Regions from separate parts of the Mus musculus genome. Here region 2 is linked to region 1. The links are chromatin contacts, called in public HiChIP or PLAC-seq maps. All regions are on one chromosome and are shown on one strand. The core of a region is the stretch at or near the end of the contact, and the rest is flanking DNA. Distances in the headings are between cores, read along the strand shown.

Region 1 (3,444 bases), core at 345-2,844:
CAGAGGAGCCAGCTGGGGTGTTACCAAGGGACATGCCATTGCTATGTGAATTAAATGTGTGAATCCGGGCAGATCTTCATGTCTGAGATGCCCTGGAACTGAGCCTGCTCTAACAACCTCCAAATAACTTGCACCTGCTTATAGCTGCCTAATTCACTTTGCCCTCCCTTCCTTCTCCACAACCCCCTCCCCCCAATCCCCATAACTCCAGACAAACAGAACACAAACCCTCAGTCTTGGTTTTAAAAAAAACCTACAGCAGCCACAGGAGCCTAACCCCTCACTGGAAACTGAGCAAGCCCACAAGACATTTAAATGGAGTCTCAGAGGAGTGGGGATGATGGGGGAGGGGGAGGTCCCGCTGGCCAGTCATTTGAGAGGATGCACAGGACTTGCAACTTCTAGGAAGGGAGGGTTGCTGGACATCTGCAAGGGGTAGCTCAGAAAGGTTTTGACTTCCCTCACAACAAACACAACGCAGCAGCCAAGTTTTCTGGAAGTATTTGGAAAAATCCGACATAAATTAGACGTGTGAATGATACGGCCACAGAGCATGAAATCTTCAGTAAAGAAAGTTCTGTGAGCATCAGCTGCCCAGAAATAAGCATCAGGGGCCAAGGGCGGGCAGAGCTGTGGAGGGGCTGCTGACAGCTGTGGCCAGCGGGCAGAGGCAGAGGGGAAGGGCTCCAAGCTGGAATTCGGAGCGTGCCCACATCAGCAGAAAAGTTCCTGGGAACAGCACTCTGTCTGGGAGGGACCCTGCGGGTCTCAGGATGCACGCGCTCTGAGATGCAGGGACCAACGGCCGTTAGAGGAAGCCCCGGTCCTCTTTTCCTTCCCTGCTCCCTGAAGGTTAAGGCATCTTCGACAGACGACAGAAGTAAAAGATCTGCTCCCAGGATGAACGAATGATTTCCATGTCCATTCCCTACTGCATCTCGCTATTCCCAAACCAGACACGGTCCAGGGAAGAAGAGAAAGGAAGCTGGGATGCAGATGCGGGGAGAGCGTAGATGGGAAACTGAGGCAGAAAAGTGTATGTTAAAGGCTGAGGGAATCCGGGAAGACCCGAAATCAAGAGTGGAGTCCTCTCCTTTCCCTCCTCGGTTCCCAGCACACAGAGCCACACTCGAACTACGCCCAATCCGGGCGGCCGCCCGGCTCTAGGGAGCCGGCGCCGCACAAAGCTCCGCCCGCGCACACACACGACAACAGCACCCGGTGCGCCGGCCCACACAATAGCGCGGCGCGCGCCCCGCCGCGGCCCCTCGCGGGGTCCCGGCCAGCCCGGCGCCGAGGTCCGCCCTTCGCGCACACCCACGCCCGCAGCCCAGGCCCGCGCGCGGAGCAGGGACGATCGAGGCAGCCCCCGCGCCCGGCGCTCGGTGAAGCGCGTCACGCGCCCCCCACTCACCCGCAGTGCTGCTCAGCAGCAGGCACAGCGGCCCCAGCAGCCACATGGCGCGGCCGCCGCTCCGCTGCCCAGCGACGTTGCTGCCCCGCGGCCTCGGTCAGACCCCGCCTCTCGGCGCCGGCCACGCCCTCTCGCCGGCCCAGCCACGCCCCCGCCCTCCCAGGCCAGAGAGCTCAGCCAAGTTCTGCACGCTCACAGTTGAATGTGGCCGCCTGAGCTCTCCTCCACGGTCCAGGTTACAAAGGTCCGGCGGATCCAGTTTTTGCTGCCTCAGGGGTCAAATTGCGAGGAATTCTTAACTGCCCCGGCTCTTCTCTCGGCCGGTTTCCCTTTCTTCCTGCATCCTGCGGGGATGAGAGAGTCACCATCTCCCCAGAGCCTAGATGGAAGAAAAAAGTTTGAAGAACCGGTTCTTAGGAGAAAACTTTTTTTCATTGTTGACAGTGAAATACGACCGTTGCTTCTCAAACTCCAAAATGTATCAGGCAGGCTTGGCGACCCCGTTATAAAGCTCACTTCCACTCAACAGGTCTGCATTTCTAATAAACTGGGGGGGGTGATTCTCAGGATGGTAGTTCCTGGAGCCACTGGAGGAGCAGAGAAGACATTTCATCCTGAGATCTAAGAACACTGAGGAGAGTTTTAAATCCCCAAAACTTTATGCATTTTCCATTGTTTGGGCATTATACACTGTTTTTTAAGGAAAGCCTATTATCATGGAGCTGAGGAAATGACTTAGCAGTTGAGAGCAATTGACCTTCTCTGGTTAGACCTTCAAATGAGCCCCCAGCCCCAGAGGAAGCCATGATTGCCTTAAGTCCATGTGCTCCTCTAAGCTGCATCTAGGTTACTAACCAAAAGACTGAGTGCATTCACTGGGTTATTGCTTTCACCAAAAAGTCTTTTGTTACAAGGCGATAACATTACTATTCATGGCATTACAGCAAACACTGACCAGAACAGCTGAATCTCACTTAGCATCCTCCAGAAAGCTGCAGGAGGATGGCACTAGTCTGCTTCAGGCATGGCACTCTCATGGTCACACTTTACCTTTACAACAACCTCTGAAGACAGACAGTAATGTTTCTGTGACACAAATGAAGTCTCTGAGGCTCAAAAAAAAGAAAAAAAAAAAAAGAAAAGAAAGGAAGGAAGGAAGGGAAAACATTCTCAACAGCCACACATCGTTACTTACCACCGTGAACAAGCCCAGTTCAGAAGACCATAAGACACAGAACTTATCTGCAGCTTCAAAGATGATGTGGCCACTGGATCTGAGCTATGATCATGGAAATGCTCAATAAACAAAAGTTAATTTCAGCGTTTAATACAATTCTACTCCCAGGAAAAGATTTCTGGGTTGCAGCTCCCACTCCCCAAAGCCACTGAGCCTGAGAGTTTTCCCTGCTGGAAATTAAAGTCATTCTTTAGCTGTTGCTGAGTGTGTGTGTGTGTGTGTGTGTGTGTGGTGCATGCATGTGGGTATGTGAGCGTAGTGTGGTGTGCGAGTGTATGTGTGTGAGTGTGTGTGTAAGTATGTGTGTGTGAGAGAATGTGTGTAAGCATGTGTGTATTGTGAGAGAGAGAGAGAGTGTGTGTGCATGTGTGTGTGGAGAGAGAGTGAGAAAACACATGTGTTTAAATTGTCAAGCTAACACTGCTGGGAAATGACTTCTTGTAATTCACATTTAATGTAGTCATAGGATTTCAGGAGAGAAATTGTCTTATGTCTGTTAACAAATATTTTGCACTATCCAAAATGATAGAAATTTTACCTTCCACTTTTTAAAAAATTATATATTTATATATATATATATACATACATACATGTGTATATATATTGTATTATATCTATATATGTGCGTGTATGTATATATATGTATATATGTATATATATATCTTCAGACACACCAGAAGAGGGCATCAGATCCCATTACAGATGATAGGGAGCCACATGTGGTTGCTGGGAACTGATCTCAGGACCTCTGAAAGAGCAGTCAGTGCTCTTATCTGATGAGCCATCTCTCCAC
Region 2 (3,504 bases), core at 205-2,704, 490 kb before region 1:
GTACTCCCTCCTCTATAGTTCACTAAGGATCCAGGGACTGGTTTAACCCTTACTTAGTGTGAATGTATTGTCCACTGAACACCAAGCATCCCCCACTACTTTCCTGTTTTGAAATATGCTCCAGGCGGCCTCTTCCCAGTCTGTAAGACCGCGGTCATGTGCTTGCCAACTGCTGAGTGTTACTGCCATGGAACCTTTCTTGTCTGTCCCGTGCAGCTTGGTTTCCACAGCCGGTTGCATATCTTCTGTTGCTTGCAAACACAAAATCACCAGCCCAAACGAGTGATTTAGCTCACTAGCCATTAAATGGCATCTCGTGGATGATGACAGCAACTCTTACAGCCAGGAAACTTCAGCCCCTCTTAACTAGCTTTTGATTTAGCTTATAAGGTTAATTGAAATAAAATTGATTTTTCTCAAGGGGTTGGAGAATTGGCTCAGTGGTTAAGAGCCTTGGCTGCTCTTCCAGAGGATCCCCAGTCTGTAACTCCAGTTCCAGGGCATCTGACACCCTCATACAGACACTCATGCAGGCAAAACACCAGTGCACATAAAATTAAACAAACAAATAAATAAATAAATTGATTTCCTCAAAACAGAATTTATTGGAACTTGGGAAATTGTAGGTACCTGAGAGATGCCTAAACCAAGGTTGGCTATCACGGTTGTGTGGACACTCAGCTTGAGTGGTGGCTTTGTCCAGCTCAGTAGAGGTTCTGATCTGTGACCCTAATGTGGAGAGGTGACTGTCGTGCTGCTGTGTATTTGTTAATGTCCTGTACATATACAGTACTTTGGAGTCTAGTTCTCAGGGAGCCCTACGACTAGTTAGAGCCTTTGTAAGGAAGCAGAGGGGATCCTCTCCTGCTGTTTACACAAGATCAGCTATGTGTTCTGGTGGTAAGAAAGGCATCCGTGCCTTCAGCTGAATCAGAGACCCGAGCAGTGCTCTGACCTGCCCTGTTCCCAGAGAACGCTCAGAGCCTCCACCAAGGAGTCTGTTTCTCAGCTGTAGCCAGCCAGGGCCACTTTGACCTCTTCATTTTCCCCTGCTTCCATCCTTCCCCTATAAAGGTGAGGGGAAGACCTTGTCCCCTACCATTATCACAAGCTCATCACAGGTCTCTTCTGTTGGATCCAGGAAATGTGTGTCCCTTAGCTGTGCCTCCAGCAGCCCTGAGCTGCTTGTAGCAACTTCTGCCTAAGGAGCACTGCATGGTCTTATACTGTAGTTGTTTCCCAGTGGAGTAATAAATGTGGGCTTGTTTGTTGTTTCTTTAAAGCAAGCAGTAGCTGTGTCTATATTTATTTAGAAATTGCCTGAAGAAGATTACTCAACTATTTGAAGACTTATTTTCTATATGCCTTTCTTAATTTTTTTATGTTATATGTCACCACAAAAATATGAACTCCCCAACCCCCTCTCCGTTTTTTGAAAAAGGAAATGACATTTAAGAACTTCCTCATCAGATTTCTCTTTTTAAAATATCTGTATTAGGAAGAGCAGTCGTTTCCTGCCGTGGTTTTGACTTTTTTTAAAAAAAACTCTAACATCTTTTAAAGTTTTTTTGCATAAGTTAAACTGTTCCCAGCTTTAAATTGTCCTCCCTATAGGGCAAGTTGGACTAGGTGTTTCTAGTATCCGCATTGAGAAGCCCAGTGCTGAGCCACAATACTCACTAAAAGGCTTTCCCCGTAGAGGTGTGACTGCCCCTAACTGCTAACACGGATGGTTCACTGCAGTGTAATGTCCATCCGCTAGAATACACCTCAGGTAGTTTTAGAACTTGCAGCATTTGGTGTTTGTAATAAGCCAACCAGTTACTTTATGTTACTCAATTGCCACGAATGCAGAGTAAAACTAATCAAGCTGACATTCAAGGTCAACACTTAGTAAGGTCAACTCAGGATCAAGTCTTAGCCTAGAAAGCCGCTTTCTTTACTTCACCACTTTCTGAACATTCTCTTTGTACCAATGGGCCTATAAGAATCCGTATAGTCCAGAGTGCATTGGCCATCTTTCCTTACCAATCTAGAACACTGCTGAATTTAAAGTTGTTTCTTCTTAGAAAAATGCCTACCTTACTATTGAAGATTTTTCCCCAAGTCATATATTTCCCTCTTAGAAATCAGGCCAGACGGCAGTTCTAGTTTGGAAGTTGGTTACAGTCCTTTGGCTGTTACCATCTCTAGCCATTCTGCTTTCTTCTGGAGAATGAAGAGGAGAAAAGTGCATTAAAGTACAAAAGGTGTCCTCTCACCCTCGGAAGATCAACTGACAGGTGTTGGATGATCTCCAACAAGTAAATTTTGTGACCAGTATAAAGTTGAATTTGTACCAATATCAAACAAAGTCTGACCAATGTAAATTATGTGCACAATTAGAATATCTTCTCCTTAAGGAGAGGTTGCTTGTTTCTGCTTTACCTGGAGTTTCCTTCTTTCGCATGTGACTGGAAAACGTTTTAACTTTAACTATCGAGGTGATTCTTACTTAAGACTTTGAAGTGCTTTTCTCTCTTTTTCTGTCGTTAACACACATCTTTTCTTGACTTGACTCAAATTCTCGCCATTGTTACAGTTTTTTATGGGGTGTTTGGTGATTAGTTTGCTGGCTGCCTTGAGGGAGTGAACAGGGCACGGTCAAGCGTCGTTTGATTGTCTGTTGAAATACTCTTTAAATGTCGGCATTCTCAGGGTAACTGTCATTTGTTTCAAAGTTGATGTGATTGTCTGGGAAATGGATGGATGCTTCCCAATTCCCAGAATCCAGAAAAATGAAACCAGATGTGATCAACCTGAACTTGGGACACTCTCGGTCACAAGCGTTGAAGTCACTCAAAAAGGACTAAGCTAGTTATTTCTCTGTGGGTCCTCTGTGTCTTTGATGTTTTAAATTGCTCAGCCCCGCCCCAATAAATAAATAAATAAATAAGAAAAGAAAAGAGTTGTAGTTTTTCACATTGTGGAATGTGGAGAGGAACTCCTTTTCCTGTCCTGTGTCTCCTCAGCGGAGCCCAGCCCTGCCTGACACAGGAGAAAAGGGTGGCCTGTTGGTCACCTGCCCTTCAGAATGTAGCCCCATCTGACTCCTAAAACCCCAGTTTCCTTCAGTGCAGGCTCCAGGAGAGGGCAGAGACCCCATTCTGGTCACTGCTGAACCCCTGTTTTTAGCATACTGTGCATGGGCCTGGCCAATAGTCACAAGCTTTAATGGGAGCCAGGGCAGAAGCTGACTGGCTGCTGGGTAGCCTACTTGTCATGTAAGTCAGTTGGTAAAGTGAGAGTGTTCTTTTTTCTGCTTTTCTCCCGGGACTTTGCTACTGCAGTTCTCAAACATGGAAGTGAGTTTAAGACCTAGTGAACACCTCCCACCTAGGATCTGCAGTGACATTGGGTGTGCTCTGATTTAATGCTTCTATCATGTAAATTCTAATTTCTCCTTAAGGCTGTTCAATCCTGAAATAATTAAACAACTTGAAGTTGTATAAAATTCTCCTTGGA

What was found. HiChIP or PLAC-seq counts read pairs in DNA pulled down with a chosen protein or histone mark.
Region 2: an H3K4me3 HiChIP or PLAC-seq map of bone marrow-derived macrophages shows a contact between it and region 1, with 3 times the contacts expected there. The contact joins the enhancer-like site here to the promoter of Ldlrad3 in region 1. A contact is called at or near these places in 7 of 39 promoter capture datasets (the 3T3-L1 cell line, the C10 cell line, the HPC-7 cell line and 2 more), 6 of 484 Hi-C or Micro-C datasets (the C10 cell line, the HPC-7 cell line, bone marrow-derived macrophages and 3 more), 2 of 115 datasets of contacts at active chromatin or transcription factors (bone marrow-derived macrophages and embryonic stem cells) and 1 of 9 other capture datasets (embryonic stem cells).

What each region holds. Positions count from the first base shown.
Region 1 is chr2:102,184,866-102,188,309 of GRCm38.p6, forward strand. Ldlrad3 (low density lipoprotein receptor class A domain containing 3) reads right to left here and starts at 1,595. Exons shown (of 6, transcript NM_178886.3): 1 at 1,415-1,595. The coding sequence starts at 1,460.
Region 2 is chr2:101,698,032-101,701,535 of GRCm38.p6, forward strand. It overlaps Traf6 (TNF receptor-associated factor 6), which reads left to right. Exons shown (of 7, transcript NM_001303273.1): 7 at 1-3,504. Among named protein-coding and RNA genes, the nearest start is that of Traf6, 21 kb to the left of the region's middle. Within about 2 kb of position 1,455, at least 21 of the 459 cell types and tissues checked have an H3K27ac peak or open chromatin away from gene starts, as enhancers often do. A contact at or near this core is called in bone marrow-derived macrophages, where this site is marked.